Regions from separate parts of the Mus musculus genome. Here region 1 is linked to region 2. The links are chromatin contacts, called in public Hi-C maps. All regions are on one chromosome and are shown on one strand. Each heading gives the region's core, a stretch centred on a gene start, on an enhancer-like site or on the middle of the called end of the contact. The rest is flanking DNA. Distances are from core to core; before and after follow the strand shown.

Region 1 (3,198 bases), core at 699-3,198, 71 kb before region 2:
GGGAGTTGAACATTTTTCTTTCATCACACATGCTGCTGGGAGACTCACTTGCCACAGGGAAGGTAGCATAGACCACTAACTAGGCAGACAGCAAACTTTCAGTTCTTAAAAGACCAGGCTGGCATCCAAGTGCACACTCACCCACCAAAGTTGTGCGTGCATGCCTCATCTGTGAAAAAGAACTGATAATGAGCCGCCTCGTGGCCTGCTTTCCCATGCAGAGTGTGGGCAACGGCTGTGAAGACAGAACACTTAGGACCTTACCTTGCTCAGGGACACTTAATAGATGCCAGCCCGTTTGTTGTTCCATTAAAAGTATCATTCTTACTTATGGCTCTGGAAATCACAGGTGCTAGCCAAGCATTCTTTTTCTGAGCTATGTCTCAGACTGTTACAGTTGTCTATTTGTGACATAATAATATATTAGCAATAGTACACTGTCAGGCCCCAGGGGAAAACAGACCAAAGCACTTCTAAAACCCGACTCCGGGCCCCAGAGGTGCATGTTGCTAAGTACCCGCTGACCACTGAAGCATTGGAGGCATCAGGATTAAGAAGCATAGGTTGGACCTACACAGGAGCACTATCAGCCTGAAGAGTATGAGTGACCCAGAGTGGAGAGGCAGAGAAGCCGACTAACAAAGTGATACAGAGAAGGATGGAGTCTACATGCTGAAGGAAGTGTGGGCTGGCCAAAGGGTGTGTGCAAGGGAGGCTGGGACAGCCAGAGAGCCTGAAAGCTGTCGAGTGTCTAGCTATGAAAGTCTAGATGCTGCAGTGAGCAACTAGACCTTAATCCTAAATACTGTGGGCAAAGGAGAGCCTCCTTTCATCTGTTGGCTGAATGCAAGTAGCACTTGGTCTTGGAGAATGAGCCTAAAGAGGGCAGGGTTAGAGGGGGGGGGGCAGTAAATTGGCCACCTGAGAGCCTTGCTGGGGCACAGCGTAGGGTGGTGGTGGGTGGTATATGGAAAGCCAAATGTGTACCTTGTATCCTGCCATAGCTACAGAGCAGGGACTTGCTTTGTATATTTTAGAAATCTCCTTCCTTGTTCATGTCTTGCCTTTTAGCTCCTCTGTCCCAATATCAGTGATTTCTTTATCATTTTGTACCACAGTCTTTAAGCTTGACTTCGTAAAATCTTCCATGAGGTGAAGCCCGGGAAGAAGGAGAGAACAGAAAGATGGAAGAAAGAACACAGCCCAGTGATATTTCGAAATTGTTCTTCTTCCTTTAAATATATTTGTTGCAAAATAAAAGTGAGGTGTCTGTCTTGCATCCGGCACACACTTTCTTGTTGGACCAAATGTCATTGTAGCATGAAGTGCATTATAATTCCGTTGAGGACATACCCCAGATGACGATGACATTTTAGGACCAGCTCCAGCTTTCCTCCTTTGTTTAACACCTGACAGTGTGCACACCTGCGTGTTTAAGCGAGTGACAGTGTGTGCACACCTGCATGTTTGAGCGAGCGGGAGCAGCAGTCAGAACAAGTTTGTGAGCTCATTGCTTCTTCACGACGCAGGGGGTACAAGAGAAGATTTGCGCAGCCCTTGCCACTAAGCTGCACAATAGGTTACCTGGAGCCCTTTGAATTCAAACAAAGAAAGTCCTCAACCTGATTAGAATTAATCAACCCTGACTTGACTTTTCTGCTTCATCTTTGGAAAAACAAAGATGATACAGGTGGGCAGGCAGGACCCCTGACGGGTGTTAATGGGGGGTTTTCAAGTTTGTCTTGCTTTCCTTAAACTATTAAGAAAGAACAAAAAACACTACTTAGAATAGAATCAATTTTCAGGAAGGGAAGAAAGAAACCTGAGAATTTATTATTAAAGAAAGAAATAGAGCCAAGGTGGAGGGGAAAAAAAGGCCCTTCTCACATCTCCCGGCCAGGTGCTCTGTGCATATAAATGTTTCAAGTTGAGCTTTAAGATCAAGGGAAAGTCTGTAGGGAGCCTTGTTTCCTAGAGGTCTGCTGGCTGGAGCTGCTGCAGGATACAGGCTGCCCATTTTTATTTCGTCATTAAGGATTAAAGGAGACGAAGATTCTGGAATGGTAGCTCCTTGGTTTCCATTAACTTTGTACAAGACAGTAAAAAGCAACCTTCCAAGGGACGGTTTGCATATGGATTTCCGGCTATAAACTTACCTCCTTCCTGTCATCTTCTGAGTCTGTTTAACACAAAATTGCCCTGCCTCTCCTGAGCTCAACCAGCAAGAAAGCTGTCTTGTTGCAAAGACTGAGAATGTCTGTGCCTCTCAGAAAGCCTCCTGCTTTTCACAAGAGAGTGGAGGGAAGATGAAAAGAATTTCACATAAGATAGCTGGGTGCTCCCGATACTGTGAGTAGCAATTGCCTCCAAAAGCTCCTTACTGTTGCTCAAGTTCTCTGGGCATTCCATGTCTGAACACAAGATCGCAGGTGGAGCAACAAGGCATGTCCATAGTTTTAATTTTCTCTCTCTCTCTCTCTCTCTCTCTCTCTCTCTCTCTCTCTCTCTCTCTCTCTCTCTCCCCCTCCCTCCCTCCCTCCCTCCCTCCCGCCCTCCCTCCCTCCCTCCCTTCCTTCCTTCCTTCCTGTCTTTTTTTCTTTCTTTCTTTTTTTTCAGCTGTTTGTTTCATAGCCTTTTGTCAAAACTCAAGTGGGTCTGAATATACTCTTCTGAAGGCTAGTGACAAAGTAACATCCACCTATGGAGATGCTCCTCATTCCAGTACTACCCCTCACTTACAGAGAAAGTGCTGATGAAGAGCCTAGCTTTTAACAAAATGATGGCCCTGCTGTGATCCCAGCACTTGGGGACTGGGGAAGGAAGATCAGAAAGCCAAGGCCTGCCTGGGCCATGAAGTGAGTTCTAGCTCAGCCTGGGGAACTCAGGGAGACCTTGCCTCAAAATTTAAAGCCATTACATACTTGAGAAGTGACTCAGTGGTAGAGCTTCCTCAGCAAGGGCAGGCTCCAGAATCACTGCCCAGTGTCAGGGCAAAAACAAAGGAATAACAAGATGATTTCTTATTTAATCCAAGCAACCTTTACAGGAGACTTAGAGTTTGTGCAAATGTATACTGTCTGTTGTCAACACTTTTAAACATCAGTCTCAAAAACTTCAACATGGAGATCAAAAGTCTAAAGAAGCCAAGTGACTGTCCCTGGCGCATGGACCCCAGCTGACAGGGAAACCTGTATTCTC
Region 2 (3,354 bases), core at 29-2,528:
CTCGTTCAATGTTTTCAATCTAAGCCTTCAGACCCAGTCTTCTAGGTCTCAAACCAAATGCAAAAGTTGTGTGAACTTAAGACCCAGACCAGTTCCTGCCACTCAGCTGATGACGAAGTGGCCTAGACACCCAGCATGCCTTAGGTGCAGGTATAACGGACTGAGATGTTCCTTCTGGAAGCTTCTCCATGCCTCCTTAGAAAGACACAGAGCTTGAGATTTCAGACTTCTGATCCCTGATTAGTGAGTTGAAAAGACAAGGAAAGCCCCAGCTTCAGCAAAGTTTCCCAGGATGTCATGGCATTCATTGCTGCTCCACAGTGAATAGCTGAACACAGACCATAGACCGGGATCTGAGCTTTTCAACCAGAGGACGGTTAAGTCTCCATACTGGCATTCAGAAACACACTGGTAAATAGAGCCACCCTGGCCTTTCCTTATTGATAGGAATGTCAATAGTTTTCAGGTCTGAGGGAGGGTTTAGCCTCGGTTGTTCACACTGGGAGGAAATGGAGCCAGCCCTAGCCAGTGACATGTGTAGAAAGAGGTCTAGACTGGAATCTAGAGCCCAGAAGGCCTGCTGTGGCCTTTTGCAGTCCTTGTTTACAGTGTTTTCCTGATCACTGTTTCAGTGCTCACTGTAGCTCTGAGGCTCTCTAGAGACTGGGGGAAGGATAAATCACAAGGCACTCCATGGACAACAGTGGGGAGCTGGGCCCCAGTGCCGTACTTCCAGGAGTTCCAAGAGTTGGAGAAATTTGCTTAAGCTATCTTCATTTCCTCCTTGTAAATTCGGATGGCGGCACTCCAAAACCATTCCCTGGAAAGGGAGTTATTGTGTGGCTGGGAACATGGCCTTAAATCGACTAGACAGAGTTCCCATTCCCATCTAGTAAGTTCTAGGTGGGGAAAAGACAACTCATAATAGATTCATGTCACAACCCATGATGAAAAATGAAGTACAGCAAGAGAATAAAGAGCTCCACAGAACAGCTTGATAGAGCAGAACAATCATCGCTCAGCAGATAACACTAGATCAGACACCAAGAGAAGAGGTGAGGAGGCTGCACATGTTAACTGAAAGTGTTGCTACAGGAGAAACAGAAAGTGCAGAGGTCCTGAGGCTGGAGAATGCCTGGAAAGACAACAGCACCTTCTTAATGAACAGAATTCTCTCAATGTCAGTTAACTTGTGCATTTTAATACTGTAAGTGCAGCCTGATCGAGAATGCCTGAGTAACGTCAGTTATTAGTATGATAAAATTGCTTCATCTATGCCGGCCCAACACCAGCATCTTCTTAAAGCCCTGGAACACTGCCATCTGCTGAATGCAGGTTGGGACGTAGTGTTGCGGCCGCCAGCAGCTCGCAACGTGAACGGTTCGACTGAGAAGGCCGCTCGAGCTGTAAGAGAGGAATCTAGACGGGGCAAAAGAAGAAACGGAGCTAAGGCAATTTTATACTGATCAAAGCTCAAATTTTATTGTTGCGACACCAGTTATGAAGGAAGGGGGAGGGGACCCGATTCCCGCCGAATAATCTCTGGTCTAGTAGAAAGGTGCACGGGTGTGGCTCCGCAGGTTCCAGCAGTGGGCGTGGCAGAACGAATGAGCAGGAAGCTCCACCCCGAGCAAGCAGGTTTCAGGCTGGGGGAGGGGAGACTACATCTCCTCCCTATTATTAACAAAATAAAAAAAAGGAAAAAGCTGGCCTGAGGGGGGAAAATTATCTATGCTCAATAGTTCTGCCTGGAATTTAGGGCTAAAGAAAAAACTTGCTTCACTGGGATTCTTTAACCTTTCTTATGGTAAACTGTATCTGGCTTAAGACTGTCCTTTCTAGTAAACAACTGAAAGGCCTGGAGCTGCAGACTCTGACTTTATAATGCTAATTAGTACTTGGTAGGTAACTTTCTAGTTGAATTTTAAGTAGGGCGTTGGAACTCTGGCTAAGTTTGACTGAACGATGTGAAAATAGCACTAAGTTGAATTCCTCCGCATTTTTGGAAGATAGGTGGGAAACAGGGAGAAGGAGTGACCGGCTCTTGTAGTACAAGGCCAATTGGCTTTTTTATTTGGGTGGGAGGCAGTGAAAGGCTTGCCCTTTCAATAGTACGTCTCCAATCTCTCTCCCCCCTATTAATTAAGTTAAATAAGGCAACGCTTAACTGAGGTGATCAAATGATTTTCTCATCCGTAGATGAGTGGGCTTTTAACCTTGGCTTGGGTGGACATGGACCCGATTTTTCCCGTGGGTAAAACCCACACATGTGGCTCTCGGTACCTTTTGGGGAGGCGAGGTAGAGCCGGAGAATATTTTTTATTTTTAACCAAAATTTGGTACCAACCTCTTTCAAACCGGGTTTATCTCACAGGAAACTCAGAAATGGTCAAGCCGGACCTTCCCTTGCAGTAAGTATCTCTGCACCAAGCGGTGCCCATACTGAATTTGTACAATCACAAACCAGTATGCACAGTTCTGAGTGCTGTGCAGCTCCTAAAGGAGAATTATCAACCTCAGAATTAGCAAAGCCTAAGCAAGAATTATGTCGTTAATAACACCACGATTTGTGGGTAAAATAGGAGCTGGAAGTCGTTCCTCCTCATCCCTGTTTTTTCCACAGCCTATTGAGCTAAGGACACCTTGCAGTAACAGCAAGGGTGAAAAGCCAGAGGTCAGCTAAGGGGCTAAGCCTGTCTACCAAAATAAAAACCAATCTTTATTGATATAGAAAAATCTACTCTTCTAGCCCTCTAGGTAAACCTAAATTTTTAACTCAGACTGAAAGCCACATGCTGGAAATGTCCTGAGACTGGGGGTAACAGCTGCCGCCTGTGTGCTCTAGGGGGGCGGGGATGCACATCCGCTGGTCCGCCTCGGGAATGTTGATTTACCTGCTTGAAAGACAAAATCTTGAAAGACAGTGAGAAAGTAGGAAAGCAGAACTTCTTTCGGGGAAGTCTAGGTACTTTATTTAAATGCAAATTGTAAAGCTGAGGCTAGTCTCCGGCCTCCTGTCGGGAGCTGGTTCAGAGAGTAGCTGGAGAACACAAACAGCTTTGAGAGCTGTTGCTCTCAGCTGAATTTTAAGCACAAAAGGAATTTTAGTCTTTAGAATGATACTTACCAGAAGAGTCAGAATCTGTGTTCATCTGACGAATTAATCTCTCTGGCAGCCACCGCGCTCCATCTTCATCTCGTGAAAAAACACAAACTGAGCCCCTACCCCAAATTAGAACTGGATCTGGACCCTTCCATTCATTAGTCAGGGGGTCCTTCCATTTTACCAATGCATAAGAATTAGAAGTAACTGGATGCCAGTGGCGATCCGCTGCAGACTGGCCCTTGATATCG

The links. A called contact is a pair of places that touch in the nucleus more often than the background predicts.
Region 1: a contact with region 2 is called in a Hi-C map of embryonic stem cells, with 4 times the contacts expected there. The contact joins two enhancer-like sites. A contact is called at or near these places in 2 of 39 promoter capture datasets (embryonic stem cells and stem cell-derived epiblast-like cells), 6 of 15 datasets of contacts at CTCF or cohesin (the G1E-ER4 cell line, embryonic stem cells and stem cell-derived epiblast-like cells), 138 of 484 Hi-C or Micro-C datasets (ECoMG myeloid progenitors, ECoMG-derived neutrophils, the G1E-ER4 cell line and 55 more), 28 of 115 datasets of contacts at active chromatin or transcription factors (acute myeloid leukemia, astrocytes, bone marrow-derived dendritic cells and 7 more) and 1 of 9 other capture datasets (embryonic stem cells).

What each region holds. Positions count from the first base shown.
Region 1 is chr8:78,066,798-78,069,995 of GRCm38.p6, forward strand. No RefSeq gene overlaps it. Among named protein-coding and RNA genes, the nearest start is that of Gm6360, 4.1 kb to the right of the region's middle. Within about 2 kb of position 1,949, at least 7 of the 459 cell types and tissues checked have an H3K27ac peak or open chromatin away from gene starts, as enhancers often do. A contact at or near this core is called in embryonic stem cells, where this site is marked.
Region 2 is chr8:78,138,408-78,141,761 of GRCm38.p6, forward strand. No RefSeq gene overlaps it. Among named protein-coding and RNA genes, the nearest start is that of Gm6360, 68 kb to the left of the region's middle. Within about 2 kb of position 1,279, at least 7 of the 459 cell types and tissues checked have an H3K27ac peak or open chromatin away from gene starts, as enhancers often do. A contact at or near this core is called in embryonic stem cells, where this site is marked.